Linked DNA regions of Mus musculus: all the other regions are linked to region 2. Evidence: chromatin contacts called from public HiChIP or PLAC-seq data. All regions are on one chromosome and are shown on one strand. The core of a region is the stretch at or near the end of the contact, and the rest is flanking DNA. Distances in the headings are between cores, read along the strand shown. Region 1 overlaps Pappa (pregnancy-associated plasma protein A). Region 2 has its middle 220 kb from the start of Pappa. Region 3 has its middle 190 kb from the start of Gm23950. Region 4 has its middle 92 kb from the start of Gm23950.

Evidence for each region. HiChIP or PLAC-seq counts read pairs in DNA pulled down with a chosen protein or histone mark.
Region 1: a contact with region 2 is called in a CTCF HiChIP or PLAC-seq map of the NIH/3T3 cell line, with 13 read pairs. The contact joins two enhancer-like sites.
Region 3: a contact with region 2 is called in an H3K27ac HiChIP or PLAC-seq map of embryonic fibroblasts, with 6 times the contacts expected there. The contact joins two enhancer-like sites. A contact is called at or near these places in 1 of 15 datasets of contacts at CTCF or cohesin (the NIH/3T3 cell line), 2 of 484 Hi-C or Micro-C datasets (adipose-derived mesenchymal stem cells and embryonic fibroblasts) and 2 of 115 datasets of contacts at active chromatin or transcription factors (the NIH/3T3 cell line and embryonic fibroblasts).
Region 4: a contact with region 2 is called in an H3K27ac HiChIP or PLAC-seq map of the NIH/3T3 cell line, with 5 times the contacts expected there. The contact joins two enhancer-like sites. A contact is called at or near these places in 1 of 39 promoter capture datasets (the 3T3-L1 cell line), 1 of 15 datasets of contacts at CTCF or cohesin (the NIH/3T3 cell line), 13 of 484 Hi-C or Micro-C datasets (the 3T3-L1 cell line, 3T3-L1-derived adipocytes, adipose-derived mesenchymal stem cells and 7 more) and 2 of 115 datasets of contacts at active chromatin or transcription factors (the NIH/3T3 cell line and embryonic fibroblasts).

The regions. Positions count from the first base shown.
Region 1 is chr4:65,240,681-65,244,133 of GRCm38.p6, reverse strand. All of the region lies in intron 9 of Pappa (pregnancy-associated plasma protein A), which reads right to left. Among named protein-coding and RNA genes, the nearest start is that of Pappa, 120 kb to the right of the region's middle. Within about 2 kb of position 1,268, at least 65 of the 459 cell types and tissues checked have an H3K27ac peak or open chromatin away from gene starts, as enhancers often do. A contact at or near this core is called in the NIH/3T3 cell line, where this site is marked.
Region 2 is chr4:64,899,673-64,903,311 of GRCm38.p6, reverse strand. No RefSeq gene overlaps it. Among named protein-coding and RNA genes, the nearest start is that of Pappa, 220 kb to the left of the region's middle. Within about 2 kb of position 1,656, at least 40 of the 459 cell types and tissues checked have an H3K27ac peak or open chromatin away from gene starts, as enhancers often do. A contact at or near this core is called in the NIH/3T3 cell line, adipose-derived mesenchymal stem cells and embryonic fibroblasts, where this site is marked.
Region 3 is chr4:64,633,820-64,637,841 of GRCm38.p6, reverse strand. No RefSeq gene overlaps it. Among named protein-coding and RNA genes, the nearest start is that of Gm23950, 190 kb to the right of the region's middle. Within about 2 kb of position 2,416, at least 45 of the 459 cell types and tissues checked have an H3K27ac peak or open chromatin away from gene starts, as enhancers often do. A contact at or near this core is called in the NIH/3T3 cell line, adipose-derived mesenchymal stem cells and embryonic fibroblasts, where this site is marked.
Region 4 is chr4:64,534,591-64,538,431 of GRCm38.p6, reverse strand. No RefSeq gene overlaps it. Among named protein-coding and RNA genes, the nearest start is that of Gm23950, 92 kb to the right of the region's middle. Within about 2 kb of position 2,356, at least 15 of the 459 cell types and tissues checked have an H3K27ac peak or open chromatin away from gene starts, as enhancers often do. A contact at or near this core is called in the NIH/3T3 cell line and adipose-derived mesenchymal stem cells, where this site is marked.

The DNA.
Region 1 (3,453 bases), core at 19-2,518, 340 kb before region 2:
GCACAGGTTTATATAGCTTCTGCATCAGATTTTCAGCCAGATGCCGTGTTGGTAACTACGATGCCATCTGATGCTCTGTTTGTGCTGTGCACATCCTGACTCTATCACCATCGTTGCCACCCCTATCATGGCCATCCCCATCTCTTCCTCTTTTTTTTTTAACTTTATTTTTATTTTCTGTATAAAGGCCTATCTTTAAGTCAAGGAAAGCATTCTTTCCAGAAAGCCTTGGAAGGGAAAGTTACAATATATAGAGATGTTTTGTTTGTTTGTTTTAACAGAGGGAACTGTAAATGAATTTAGGCAATGAGGAATGTTTGATTTCGTTTCTCAAATTATTTTTTTCCTAAGATGAGAGGTGGATTCTTCCATTACGGTTACACAGAAAGTACTGTTAAAAAGAAAAATAATAATAAATGCAGCTCCCAGCAGAGCCCCTGTCTCCCTCCTCTCCAGCCTAAAATACTGTTTTCTTTTTTAGTCATTGTTGTTCTAAACTCTCCTAGGCATATCCACTGAGAAGACACAACGATTCATCTTCTTGTTTTCCTTTCTCGCCTTGCTTCAGTCAGGGCCAGGATGGTCTGACAGAGGGGCCATAGGCTAGGTGACCCCCTGCCCTCCCAGCAACTTAGTGGCCAGGCAGATTGATCCTCAGCCCCTTACTGTGTATCTACCACACAGAGAGGGAGGGCACTGGGCTTTAGGGAGTGCTAATTGAGTTACTGGCCCTGGCTCTAACACTGGGGTGGAGATGCCCTGTCAGGGATGGGAGACAAAGTGAGGCTGAGAGCTGCTGGGGAGAGGAGCTGGGAGAAAGAGACACATGGTGGGGGGTGCCTGCAGTCCTGAGAGATATGATGTGGGAGTCTCTATGAATTTGTTTTCTTGACTCTATGTCAGCATCCAGCAAAATTTGAATCTCCTCAAGCCATGAAGGATGTTCAGTATTAGGTGGATCTTGAAAACAAAAAGAGCCTTTCACAAAGGGAAAAACCGAGTTTCAAGATGTTGAACCGCACAAGGTCTACCACTAAGCCAGGACAAGAAGTGAACTATCCAGGACTATCGTGAAGCACATAGTGTGAAATATAAAGGCACCCAGAGTTGCATATTCTGTAAGGGCTTAAATGTCCTCTCTGAAATGATCATGTTTCCAGCGTTGGCTCAAGATCTATGACTAACTGCAAGCCCTTTAGGGGATCCTGCACATTTTGTCTGACTAATTTGACCTTCCCTCCTTCAGCTTTTATCAGCAGCCTGTCTGCCATTTATGACTCAGTGCCTTAGAGAGGACTCCCCAAAGCTGCTGAACAATGCCTCCAGCCAGAGCCTGCTGGGGGAGTTATCACTTCACTGATATCATGGTTTCTAAAGGAAACCCCAGGCCTGGTGTGTGTTATAGTTCTAAACAGCCGAAAAAGGACAAGATAATTTCCACATTGCAAAGGGGAATGCAGTCGGCATTACTCAAGAGGTCTTGTGGGTGGTGTTTGTTGTAATAAGAAACTTATGTACTGGGGGACTAGGGCACTGGGGGTGGGAAAGTGGGAAAGGGAAGTCACCAGAGTGTTGCACAATAACACATTGGCACCTTGGGAATACTTCCGGATGTGTGGGCTTCTGAAAAGTGAAGGGGAATGCCCCCATAAATCTGTCACCCACCCTCACACTGCTGTTACTGGCCCAGAGAAAACAGCCCTTCTAAATGGTCTGTGATGACAAGGGTGGCAAAGAAAGGCAGAGGAAGAGGAGGAGGAGGAGTGGGGAGGACAACGACAAGAAGGAGGAGGAAGACATAGATTAAGGAAGAGAAGCAGAAGGAGGAGGAAGGGAGGGAGGGAGGGAGAGAGGGAAGGAGGGAGGGAAGGAGGAAGGAAGGAAGGAAGGAAGAAAGGAAGGAAGGAAGGAAGGAAGGAAGGAAGGAAGGAAGGAAGGAAGGAAGTCCATTCCAATGGCAAAGCTCTGGAGGAGAAAAAGCAGGGTCCTGTATTCAATTTGGAGGGAGCACCATACCTTTGGAACCTTGAGCCAGTTGAGACATCCTAATAAATTTTAGATCTCATATCTGGGATACGAGCCACATATAGGCTCATATTGAATAAAGCTGCACAACATAGGGCCACCCCATTTAGTACTATGCTGCTCCCTAAAGGACTGCTCTGGTTGATACTTCTTCTTCCACAGAATCCCGACTCCCTACAGTTACATGAGAGAGGAAAGTCTAGTTTCAGGAAATGCTTCTAAACTTCTTTCTATTTTGTGAAGAGAGTTTTCAGTTAGGATTTTAATACATAATCAGCAGAAACCAGTTTTGGTTAGCTTGAGCAAAATAAATGAAATAAATGATCTATTTGAAACACTCAGTGATGAAGGGCTCTCTCATAGGGCGGGAGAATAGAAATGGCTTTCCCTGAGGGGAATTTCAGGCAGATGGCAGCTGCTCTGGCCCAGGTACTTAGTCTCCATAAGAAATAACACACCTTTCTAGTTTCCTCAGCTATGATGCTAAAGTACTTTGGATACTGTCATTTCATGAATGATCATCAAAATAGGTTCAATATGGCTTCAAAATCCAACCTGTGGCTTGGTTGTCTGCTGAGGTAGAAGTTAAGCCTAGAAGGTAAGTTGTGGGTCCCCACGCAATCTGCAGAGTAACTTCGGGAAGATGATTGGATATTATCTAGTGCTCTAATGAGGATTGGGCTCCACCCTACTGAAAAAATGATCTTGATTTCCCAAATCCAGGATTCAGAAAGTAACACTTCAAAATATTGATAGATATCTGCCACAAATGAGCTCCAGGTCTTTTTACTTTTTCTGGGTGGTGTTTGTTTTAATAAGAAGTATTCATCAACATGGTATGTACAAGCTGTGGTGTGAATGAAAGTCAGTTTCACAGCGGCCTATCCTCCTGGCCACCATTCTTGACACATACAATGATAAGAATGCTCACCTGTACACAGCACCCGCCCTCACCCCTCAGTCCCCGACCCCTCTCCAGTCTCTCTTCTCTGACTCATTAGAGCTATTGGGGAAAGGGTGTGAAAAATTGTCTGTCTATACTTGAACTGTTTTTCTTAGAATGTTTTACAGACTCAAGCTTTGGAGTTTGTGTTGAAATGCAGTCTCTGGAAGCTGGCATCGTAGAATGAGTTCCATTCTCCCTGAAATGCCTGTATTTGTGAGTCTCTATCATGGAATTCTAAATGACCAGTCAAGGATACGGCTGATGTCTTTTCTCTAACACAAATAAAAGAGAGAAGAGAAAGGGAGAGCCTTCCTTTAAAGTAACCTATACATTCCATTTCTACTAATTTAGTATGAGAATTGCTTCATAATAGTACAATCTCCATTCACCCCTGAAGCTCTTTAAATCAGGAGTGACTAAGTGACCTTTTAGCATGTAACTTTACACAGTAAATACACAATCAGATTCTGGGTTTGTTTTTG
Region 2 (3,639 bases), core at 407-2,906:
CCTAGGCAGGGTACAGGGATATATACAACTTACTGCTAAATGCATCACAAATAATATCAATAGATCAGCAGCTATGCCTCTGATGAGCCAATGTGTTAATTATAGCATTACGTGGACACAATATTTTTATAGTGTTTGAAAGTTATATAATAAAATATTTTTTAAAAATTGTAAGGAAATTGTTTCCATTTCCATTAAATGAATCATATCAGAAAACACAATGATGAGCTGAATACTGGCTCATTAGGTAGAATTAGGTACAAGTTTCCAGGGTGGCACTATGGCTCCATGTTAACACACATTTTATAGTCCACTAGATAAAAAGCATGATGACTGACAGAAGCTCCGGAAGGACTACTTGGTTTCTGGTTCTTAGCTGGACAGGTGATTTAGCTCCTCTGCTCTTCCTTTTCTTTATTAGTCAAGTCCATGTAAGAATTTCCCAGGGTTAATGTGACGATGGAAGTATTCTGTAAAACGCAAACTACTTTAAAACTATTTGGAAACTGAAAAAAACGATATTAAAGAAGCCTGCTATAATTATTATATTCCAATTAATTTTCTCTTTGGAATAGAAATAATTTGCTTTCCAACTGGGTTTAAAACAAAACAAAACAAACAAACAAACAAACAAACAAAAAATCTGAAGAAACGGTTCTTTTCATAAGCCATGGGGATTAGACAGAGGTAATAGGGGGACTAAATTAAAGCTTTATTTGCCCCATTCAAAATATATTTCTTGGTGTTGGAGTGATAGATCAGGGGTTAAGAGCATTTATTGCTGTTCAAAAGGATCAGGGTTTGATTTCCAACAACCAAGTGGTGGCTCAAAGCTGTTTGTAAATTGATTCCCAGTGTATCTCATGCCCTCTTTTGGCACTTGTGGGCACTGCACACACATAGTACACAGTCATATCACACAGGCAGAATACATATACATTTAATTTTTTTTCAAAAAGATTTAAAGAAACAAAATAAGTTTCTCTTTGTTTCCCAACTCCCAGTTTAAGGCCCAACCAACTCCAAGGTACAAAGAAAGACAAAATCACTGTATGAAAACCTGGTTCACAGTCTTCAGTTGAAAAGCAGAAGATGATAGAAACTGTTTATAGTACTTATTGACTGTATTTCCCTGCTAACCACTACGCATTATCTCAATGAATCTCTACAAAAATCTCTGAAGAGTTCAATTTTACTGTTTTTTCTCTTATGATAGGAGGATAAACTTTAGAAAGTATATTATTGCCAAGATCCTTCAGCTAGCCTTAGATTCATCTGGTAACCAAGCCCATGAGTTTGCTGTTGTTGTTGTTGTTTGCTTGTTTGTTTTGCTTTGTTTTCTTTATTGTTTGTTTTACACAGCCCTGTAACACTTTCATGAATGAGGGGAAAGCTGCTTCAAAGCTTAACCAGTTGAATAGAAACTAGTAGGCATGATCTGTTTGAACCTTAATCCACACAACTCTCCCTGAGTCCTTCTCATCATAGCTGCATTGTATTACTAGCAAATGTGAATGTTTTGATGAATTAGGCAAACTCTCCAATTGCCTGTACATTGCAACATCTTTCCTTCAAAGGCCAGGGAATGTAGACTGTACGTTCTTTGTCCAGCTTGTCTGAATGCGTCAACACTGTCTGGGAGGCACAGAGGTGGATGCCTTCCTAGCAGGGGTGAAGCCTCCTTTTGCATATCCAGCTCCTGTATTTGTATTACTGCCATATACTGCGTACTACTGAGCCAAGAAATGAAGGGGCCTATGGTCCCAGCCACCTCAGATTACGCAAGCCAAGAAAAATGTGCAAATCACATGAGAAAAACAGGCAGTCCCCAAACATCTTTATTTGTTCAGTTTTGTGCCCTCAGACTTTGATTGCAGCCTTGCACTTAGAAATTTCAAGATAAATCTCAGCAGCTGGACACTAAGTAAATCCAGGGCAGAGACTCTGTGTAAATTCTAAAGCTTTGAAAGCATGAACCTCTGTCCAACCACTTGGAGTACAGAACATAGTGTGAAGGGAGGGGGACCTGGTGCTAAGCTGTGTCAGAATCAGCCTTCTGAGGAGCTTGTAGACATGTCTGTGCATGCCTCAGCTTGCCTGATAAACCAGACATAAGTGGCCTGCTTGCTGGGAACCGAAATGAAATGAAACAGTCAGAGGAAATGAAGGATTAGGAAGAAGAAACAAAAGATTACATACTAAAATTTGTTAATGAAACTGGAGGGTGGGGACTGGTAACCACTGCAAGTACTGGATAGCAGGATGCTAAACTGTCAACCACTTCGTGGTACCTTTGATAAGATCCAGCAGTAGGATTTTTATAACCATTCAAACCAATTCTCCATATAATCCTAATATTTAGGCAGTGTTTGCCACATTTTATAAATTGAAAAAATAATCTAAAATTGAGCAGTAGAGTAAGAGTGTCTCTTCTAGAAGTAGCATGTCATGTATGTAAACAAACAATGAAACTAGACATGAATAAGAAACAAGTTTGCAGCACATGCTTTGTCAGAGTTTTACCTTGAGCTGCCCCTATGGACAATGAACAGTGATTTAAACAAATAAATTTATAATATAACCTCCTGTTTTTAGAACCAGTAATAACTGTTGTATAATGTTCTTGCAATAATCAAGTGTTATATAGTGTTTAGATCTCGTATACTGAAGAGATAAATTGAAAAAGAAGGTTTGCTTCTAGGAAAAGTTCATGAACTGATTTAAAGTATTTATCCCTGGGAAGTTTTCTCCCTTTGATGATTAGAAAGGGGATTTTTTTTTAAGATGAAGAAAAGGAGGAAACAACTCTTAGGGGGTGGAATAAATGAATAGACGGGACCAGTCTCTTGTCATAGCATGATATGAAAGGACACTATTATAATAAGATCTCTTAATAAAACAGGCCAAGAAGACAGAGTGGAAGAGTATGAGTAATAGAAGATGTCCAACTAGTCTGGCCAGCTTAGCTAATAGTGTGTGAATGAATGAGTGGAAAGTAGGAAGGCTGAGTAAATCAAGGCAGACTGCATTTCCCTTATGAAGTCATTATGTTGGTTGGGATCCTGTGGTTGCAAGTAACTGAATCAAACTGGAGGTAGAATGGGAAGTGAGAATATGTAATAGAAGCATGCCACAGCGTGTCTTGAAGAAGCATGAAAGCATGTCATCTGGTCACTGGGGTGGTGAAACAGAAAGATCCCTGCGTCTCACTGGTCAGCCTGGTCTAGCCCTTTGGCAAAACCCATACCAGTGAAAGATCCTGTATTAAAACAAAAGGTGGCCAGGTCCTAAAGAACAACAGCTGATTCTGTCCTCTGCCTTCCTCATGAACATGCACATGTGTACATCCTACTCTACCCCAAACAGCAGCCTCAGGACTGACAAACTCCTAGGTATTTTTTAATGAATTTAACACGGTTTGGGGCCTCTAGGAAAACATGTACATATTCAGAGCCCCAGGCGTGCCTAGAAGAAACCAAGTCACATAATCTTATTCTGGTCGATACTGAGCTCAGATCTGGTGAGATTCCAGTTCATTGTCACCTGACACTCTCCACTAGACTCCAAGACCACCTGCTAACCTGTGCACACATACATATATAAATAAAAATTAAAAATAAGAATTCTAGAGCTAAAACA
Region 3 (4,022 bases), core at 1,167-3,666, 270 kb after region 2:
TTCCTGACTCAAATGTTCCCAAGCATCCCCAGTAGAACTTTTCAGATACCATTTTTTTCAGTAAGTGTTCTCACTTTAGTAGACACTCTTTGAAGCAGATGTTTCAAATACTGTTTGGCTTTAGCCAGTTGCTGTGGGTGAATGCAGGTGCGTATTGTAGCAGTTGTAGTACCATAGATACAAAAGACAATGGTTGACTTTAGGCACACAGAGAAATTGGGTTATTTCTATAACATCTATGCTGGAAATTTGAATCTTTTAGTCCATGTCATTCACACCAATAGAAATAAGGAGTTTGCCTTTCTTTCTTCACTATTTTGCCAAATAAATAAATAAATAAATAAATAAATAAATTATTTTATAGTTTGGAGTATGGTGGTATACACTGGCAATCCAAGCACTTATAAAAGAATAAATAGAGGGAAGCAGAGGTAGATAGGGACACAGAGAGACTATTAAAATCTTCTAAGAACTATTCAATATTGTTATTAATGGTTGGTTAATCTTTTAAGCATATGTTGGAAAATTGGGAATTTCTCTTTTCTGATCATGACCTAGATTATCAGTAATCACTTTGGCATTGAGACAGTCTTTAACTCTTAACTTATAATCAGATTGGGAAGCTAATCCTGGATACTCTAGACCAGTTCACAAAAATCCATTCTTTAAATTGAAATTAGAGTTCTCAGAACAAATCTTGGTACCAAAGTCATTATTTCTACAAGTTCCCCAGAAGTAAAACTGATATGATATAGAGACACAGAAATATATTACTTTTGATGAACTGAGTTTCAACATTATGGGAGATGGTAGCAGTGTGTGTAAACAAGCTAGAATGGGGATGAAAGAGAACCAAAGGTTCATTCCACTTTGATCTCAAATGTCTGAGAATGGAGACAGTTAATGATTCTGTTGACAGTTGAAGGTTCTGTTTCATCAAGAAAGGCATTGAGCAGACAAACTTTCTTTTACACTGGAGTCAGCCTTTCTCTTTTATTCAGATCTTCCATTGATTAGATGAGGTCCACTTATATTAGAGAGAATAATTTCTTTACTCAATCCACTGATTCATATGTTAATCTTATCCAAAAATACCATCACAGAAAAGCCCATAATGATGTTTGACTAAGTAGCTGGATATACACAAACAATTAATCACCATGTTCTTTCTTTCTCTTTCTTTCTTTCTTTCTTTCTTTCTTTCTTTCTTTCTTTCTTTCTTTCTTCCTCTCTCTCTCTCTCTCTCTCTGTCTTTTTCTTTTAAAATTGAGTCAGTCTCATGGTCTTACATACTCCAATCTGATTTGAAGAATTTCTATGTCTTAGAGAAATACTCTTATCCATGAATATGAGGGTATTTGAGGGAAAACACTTTAAAAACTATGAATAAACAAGCTTTAATATTCTAGTGTAAAGAGCCTTTTGTTTGCTTAAAGAAGAGAGCAACACTAGTAACCATGAATCTGAGAGTGTCGGATAGGTTTCAGGAATAGCAAGGATGTAAGAATCGTTTGCTCAGAGATGAGCACTAGAAGTAGCCATGAAATCGATAATGGATATAGCCAGAGATCAGACTACAAATGATCCAACTACAAACAATACATGGATTATGTTCTATTTGAGATGAATAAGACTTGGAAGGATTTGGGTAGGAAATTTATATAAAGTACTTTTGGAAACCATGTAAATTCAGGGTGCAAGAATTACAGTAGGAAGTTAAATAAAGAGCCTGTTATTATGATTTAGTTTTAATACATAGGAAAGGGAATGCAGACTGTCCACTCACTGATGCATGCCCTTAAATGCCCCAGTTTCAATGTTGCTTGCCACATCTACAGTTTCATCTTCCATGCAAACCTTTCCTCTGTGTCTCAGTGTGAAACATGGAAGATATCAAGATCATCAGCCACTGTGATCTTAAAGGCCAGATATTAGCCCTCAGGATTTCCCTTTGCAACATCAGAAGCAGTAGGCTTGTAAGTCTCCAAATATGTGAACCACCACCACAAGTCAACTTTGATTTAAAGCAAAGGAGCTGGCATTGCTTAAAGGTGAGGTCACTGGAACTGGAGCCTTGATGAAGTTTCTCAGAAAGAAAACATTGTGCTGTGTTTGTGTCTCCCTCACATTCCTCTTTCCCTCTCCCCTCACTTCCCACCACATGTGGGTTGGCTGTGCCTGAGGTTCCAGGGATTGAACAAAAACCATTGAAGTTTGGGCATATCAAAGAGTCTATACAAAAACCAAGCAGAACTCCCTTAACCTGAGCACAGTTCTGCAAGTGTTGATTGAAGGAGACAGAGAGGAAGCTACTTTAAGTCTTTTAGAGAAAACAACACTTGGTGTGTGCTCATGGAATTTGCTACATAATGAGGACACTGATTCTCCCTCCATGAGTCAGAGTCTGGCCACTGTAAAACTATGGAGAAAAAAATCCTCTGGGGTTTATGCATAGGCCATGCTTCCAGGTTTGTGACTATATTAACAAGCCCTGGAACCAGGATCCCAGGAAGTCAGGATCCCGGCTTTCATGATTAGCACATCCCTACAGGTCACAGGTACCTCGGGTAGATGGCTTTCATGAGTAGCACATCATTAGATGTCACAGATTCCTTGGGTGGCTAATTTTGCTCTGCTTTGGCATTAGTTGGCTTTTCTGTAAAGTTGAAACAATATGTCCTCTGCAGGGTCATTACATGCATTTGGTGCTATGGTCATAAACCCCAATGTTTCTGGCAACATAGCCCTGCCTTACTGTCATACTTTAAGCAATAATCCGATTTAAGGCTCACTCTGTGTCCATCCTGGTTCTGTTTGGAAATAGAAGAGTGCTTAGTGGAGTAAAATATGCAAAACTATGCCTTTTTTGCAAAATGAAAAATACTGACATTTTCAAATGATAGGCAATATTCCTGATTAATCAGAGGGAAGATAACACTCATACCTCCTTCCTTCTCCAGTTCCCTACCCTATGTGATGTCTTCACTGTGGTATTCACCTAATTGCTCTGAACAAAGTAAATGTTAATTTCTGTTTCATTTAGCCCTGCCATATTCAGTTCACTAGTAACCACTGCCTCTTCGATATTTTGTCCTCTTTTCTCCCTTCCAGTTTTATCAATGTTAATATCACTCAGACTTAAAGCATCCTTAGCTCTCAGGAAGCCTTCTCTCTAACACTTTCCTTATCAGCTTTCTAACCTAATCCCCAAAATGGTTAAAGATGACTTTCAAAAACATTTATCTTCTAAAGGAATCACATTCCATTTCTTTTCTAAAACCTTCAAGTCACTGGGTTTCAAACTCCTCAGCATGTCTAATGATGCTATAAGTGACCTGGTATTTCTCCACTTCAGTCATTGTACAGTGATCTCTCTAGTACGTCGCTCAGTCCCACACACATGGCATCGATGCTGTGATCACATACATATGTCAGTTCAAGGCATTTCCTGAGCTTTTCCTTGAATGTGTTGAGAAGCTCTGCCTCTAATACACTGAGTGGTTATGTCCTTCTTGCTTGGACCCTTTTCAGCTCAAACTTCTTGACCTCTACAGGGCTTCTCTGACTGCCCAGTCACACAAACACTAATTTTGCATCAGTTTCTTACTCTGCTGCCCTTTCCTTCCTTACCATCATTAGAAATTATAATGTTCCTGACGGTTGGTTTGTATCTTTTTGATGTATTTTCACTCAAATCAGAAACTCCATGAAAATGGATTTTTCATTGTCCTAGGTTTATAGTCTATCAGTGTCTATCTCTGCCTGCTGACCTCAACAGAATGTAATGCAGAACAGGACCTCGTCCTTGATAGAATCTTTTGACAGCATGAAATGGCCTTTGGGGAACAACCTTTCAATGTCCTTTAGGTATATATGTGGTTCTGCCAAAACCTAGCCTTCTTTCTGCAAAAAGACCTTCAGTGGCTGGCAAAGCTATAAATGATTTAGATTTAGACCGTAAGTGCATTGTTTGGAAAGTGCACAGTGTTTGGTAGAAGGGAACAATATTTAAAATCATGTCA
Region 4 (3,841 bases), core at 1,107-3,606, 370 kb after region 2:
TATTTTGTGTGGTCTGATAATGTATTTATTTATGAGACTAAATGTTTATCTAAGCCTCCAGGACATCACTGGCTTCATTTCGGTATCTGTGTGCAGTTGTGTTTTTCCATGGTCGCAACAACTCCATCCTTCTGGGGTCCAGCTGGGCTACAAAGTAATAAACAGACATAAAATTTGGATCATTCTATGACAAGAAGTGGGAGCAACCCAAAGCCTTTAAGAAATCTTTCTTTCAGTAGTGACTGCACCAGCAAACAGCTAGTTCAAGTAGGGTTCAAGTAAGCACACTGACTTTGTGAAAGCAATTAATGGCCTGTGTAGAACAAATCTGTTTATATTTATGTGCTGGACATTTGAGATATAGCTGTTTTTCGTGAAGTTTCCTCTTTGAAAGCATTTGACATTGCGTTACTTTGACAACTTTTATAACTAACTCAGAGTCTGAGAAATCCTCCCCTCTGTCTCCATAGTGTATTCCTTTGCCAGTTAAGAAGTAAGCAGGTTCTACGTGAAATCAATGAGCACACTTCATTCAGAATCACGGAGTCAATGATTTCAGAATCAGTATCTAAAACTTCTTATTGGATACTCCATCCAAGGCTCATAACCTCTCGCTGCTTACGAGATTTTCTTGCACAAAGAATTCCACATAGTCATGATGAATCACTCTGCAAAGACACTTCAATATCACATGACATACTACTTCTTTGCCAATTTATTTATATTTATGAACATTAAATAAATGAATTCATACTGAAGGGTAAAACCAAGTACAAAAGGCTTATATTCAGCCTTGAAAAAAAATGAAACAGTAATGGCAATAGTAAATATTGCTCCCTGACATAGAAGAGGGTGATGCAGTGTTTCAACTGTTGACAGGAATGACAGCCATTCTTGAAGGGGGAAGAGGAAAAGGATACAGAGCTGAGCAGGCTTTCTGGGAAAGGTGACACTTGAGCTTGGCCAGAGAGTGCATGCAAGACTACTCAGGGACACAGGTGAAAGAACAGAAAGTTCGAGGAAAGCAGGGACTCCCCCAGCTCACCCTAGCTTCATTCTTCATGAGCTTCCAATCTCATAGTCCAAAGCATCACCCTCCCCCTTCAGAACCAGCAGCCACATTGACCACAGCCCCCCCCCCCCCAGGTATTATTTAAAGTGCTTTGAGCTCACTAGGTTCTCTGCAAAAAGATTATGGAGGTAGATAGTGTCTCAATTTCTGTGGAGCTGGAAACAAGATCATAGGTATGCACTTGATCCATACATAGGTCTAATATGCCAAGTCTAGTTAGTGGCTCAAGTTGACTACAGCTTTTGTCAAATGATTTAAAAGTTCCAAAAAGCAACAGGGCCAAGAAAGTAAGGGGTTAGTCTGGAGGACTATGCACACGCACCATAATATGCTTGATGAAACAGATCCTTTGTCTGCTAGCATCTGAGTCCAGAGGAAAAGGGTGTGTGTGTGTGTGTGTGTGTGTGTGTGTGTGTGTGTGTGTGTAGTTTCATATGCCAAGAATTCACATTATTTATATTACACAGTGTTATTTGCCTCCATTCTCTCTGCACATGTTCTCAAGATACTGATAAACAATGGCCTATTCTCTCCATTTTGTGAATGAAACACTAAATTTTATGTAGTCTGGTACTTATTTGCATTAAAGGAACCACACACATCGAGTTATGCTCACTAAGATAGGATATCGATATAAACATTGAGTGGATGCTGTCTGACACTGAGAATACTGGCAGTGTGTGGTAGTTTTGGGGACCAGATTAGACACAGGAGGAAAATCTCTGTGAACAGTCAGGGGAAGCAATGTTGTTGGTTATTACATAGCAATTTGCTGGGCACATCCTCAGCATGACTGAATAGCCCCTTTACCCTGAGGCCCACTCTCTTTGTTTATTAAATTAATGATGAATAAAAGCTTCAGTCTTTGTCTATCAGCCTAGGGGATTCATTAGTTATAAAATGAATGTGCTCACCTCAAGTTTTGTTTTCATTGTATTCATTACGTGTCTTCTGAACCCTAGCTTCACTGGAATGTGATTTGTATCCCTGCAAGATCCCTTAAAGCCTTCTACTTTGCTGGGAGCAGGCAGTTCAGAAACAAAACAAAAATAAGGAGAGAGGGAAAAAAAGGAAAGAAAAAAAAACCTTGGAAGTCTATTTCCCTCCCCCCCCCCTTCTTTTTCCTTTCTTTCCAACCCCTCCTCTAGAGAACACCAGAGAAATAAAAATAAAACTGTAATTAAGAAAAGGACTAAGAATAAATTCCACGCATTTAACCAGAGTTCCATCTCTGAACCCAGGAGGATTGGTGCATAGCTGTGGTTGTGCGAGAGGAAGCGTGCAGGGAACTCATGCTGTGCTTTCAACACAGATACAGCTCATGAGGAATAGTTTATCACTTAAACCATCTCCTTAATTCTGCAGAGTAAAGTCAAGACCTCAGAGAAGTCTCAGATACCACCACTGTGGCCACTGGGGTCTCCCATTTCTGGAGTCCCTCTGGCCCAAATAGCTCAGAGCAAATCACAAACATTTATGGACGGAACCCCATGACCCACCCCACCCCCCAAGTGAATATTTTAATATCCCATTCGGCAAAGGGCAGAATGGTAACACAGAGAAGTTCAAGGCTCTTGGCTGCTTGCCATGCAGAGAAAAGTGAGTAGTGGCTGGATTCTGAAAGCAACGAATGGCCAGGTGTGTGGTGGATTATTCCAGCCATGTGCTGAAGAGTGCTGGGCTGTAAGTCAGAAGACCTGGTTTCTGACCCTGGCTCTGTCACTTACTCTCTGGGGAATTTCTTCTCTCTGTGCCTTAATGTCTTCCCCTATAAAACAAAAACCCAACTAGAAGACTGTAAATTCTCTTTTACCTCCAAAAGAGATGAAGGTCTATGTCCAGGAATCCAGGAGACTGGGCAGACTTCTTTATCCTAACTCCTAAGCATGGCATATGCCATCTTTCATAATGAAGCCCTTTGTAACTGAGAAAAGTTGTCTTTTCATTCATTGGGTCTTCCTCCAGGTTCTCTTCTCAAATTCTTTCCAGCTCCACTTTGGAGAACACTTAGTAAATATCTACTAAATTAGTAGAAGTTGTACAGCTGAGTCCTTAGTTCATCTCTGCCTTCCCCTGACCGGAGGGGTCTTGAGGGGCAGAGTTAGGAAAGATTTGGGACACTTTATATACTTGGATAGATTTTAAACTGTAAACAGCTATCAACATGTGGCTTTTCTATGTCATCTACTTTAATTTTTGACAATACCCTTCCAGTTTGGTCTTGATGTACCACACTAATTCTAAGCACTATAATTCTTAGCAACTTATTATCCATCACCTACCATTTGCTAAAGATAATAACAGGATCTAGAGTTACAAAGATGCTTAAGATTTAATTCTTTTCCCGAGGGGCATTCTGTGTCATGGGGAATCAGGCAAGGAGGAAGGTAACTGTAACACATTGCTGTTACTGCAATGAAAGATGATAGATGGGGCTGAGAAGATAGTTTAGTTTGGAGAGTGTTTGTCAAGCATTCATAAGACCATGGTTTAGTCTCTTGCACAGAATCTACCTAGTGTGGCAGTACACATCTGTAATCCCAACACCAGGAACATGGAGGCAGGACAACCAGGATTTAGGATACCTAAAATTCAAAGATGGACTGGACTTCAGGAGCCTCTGTCTCAAATCAAACAAGACAAATAAGTATAGGAAACTAAAAATTTTCAGAAACGAAGTGAAGTTATGCATAATGATTTTTAGTTTGGTGAGATTTTACAGCACTGAACTGGAAGATGCTAAAATAGTTAACATGTATGTATGCAGAG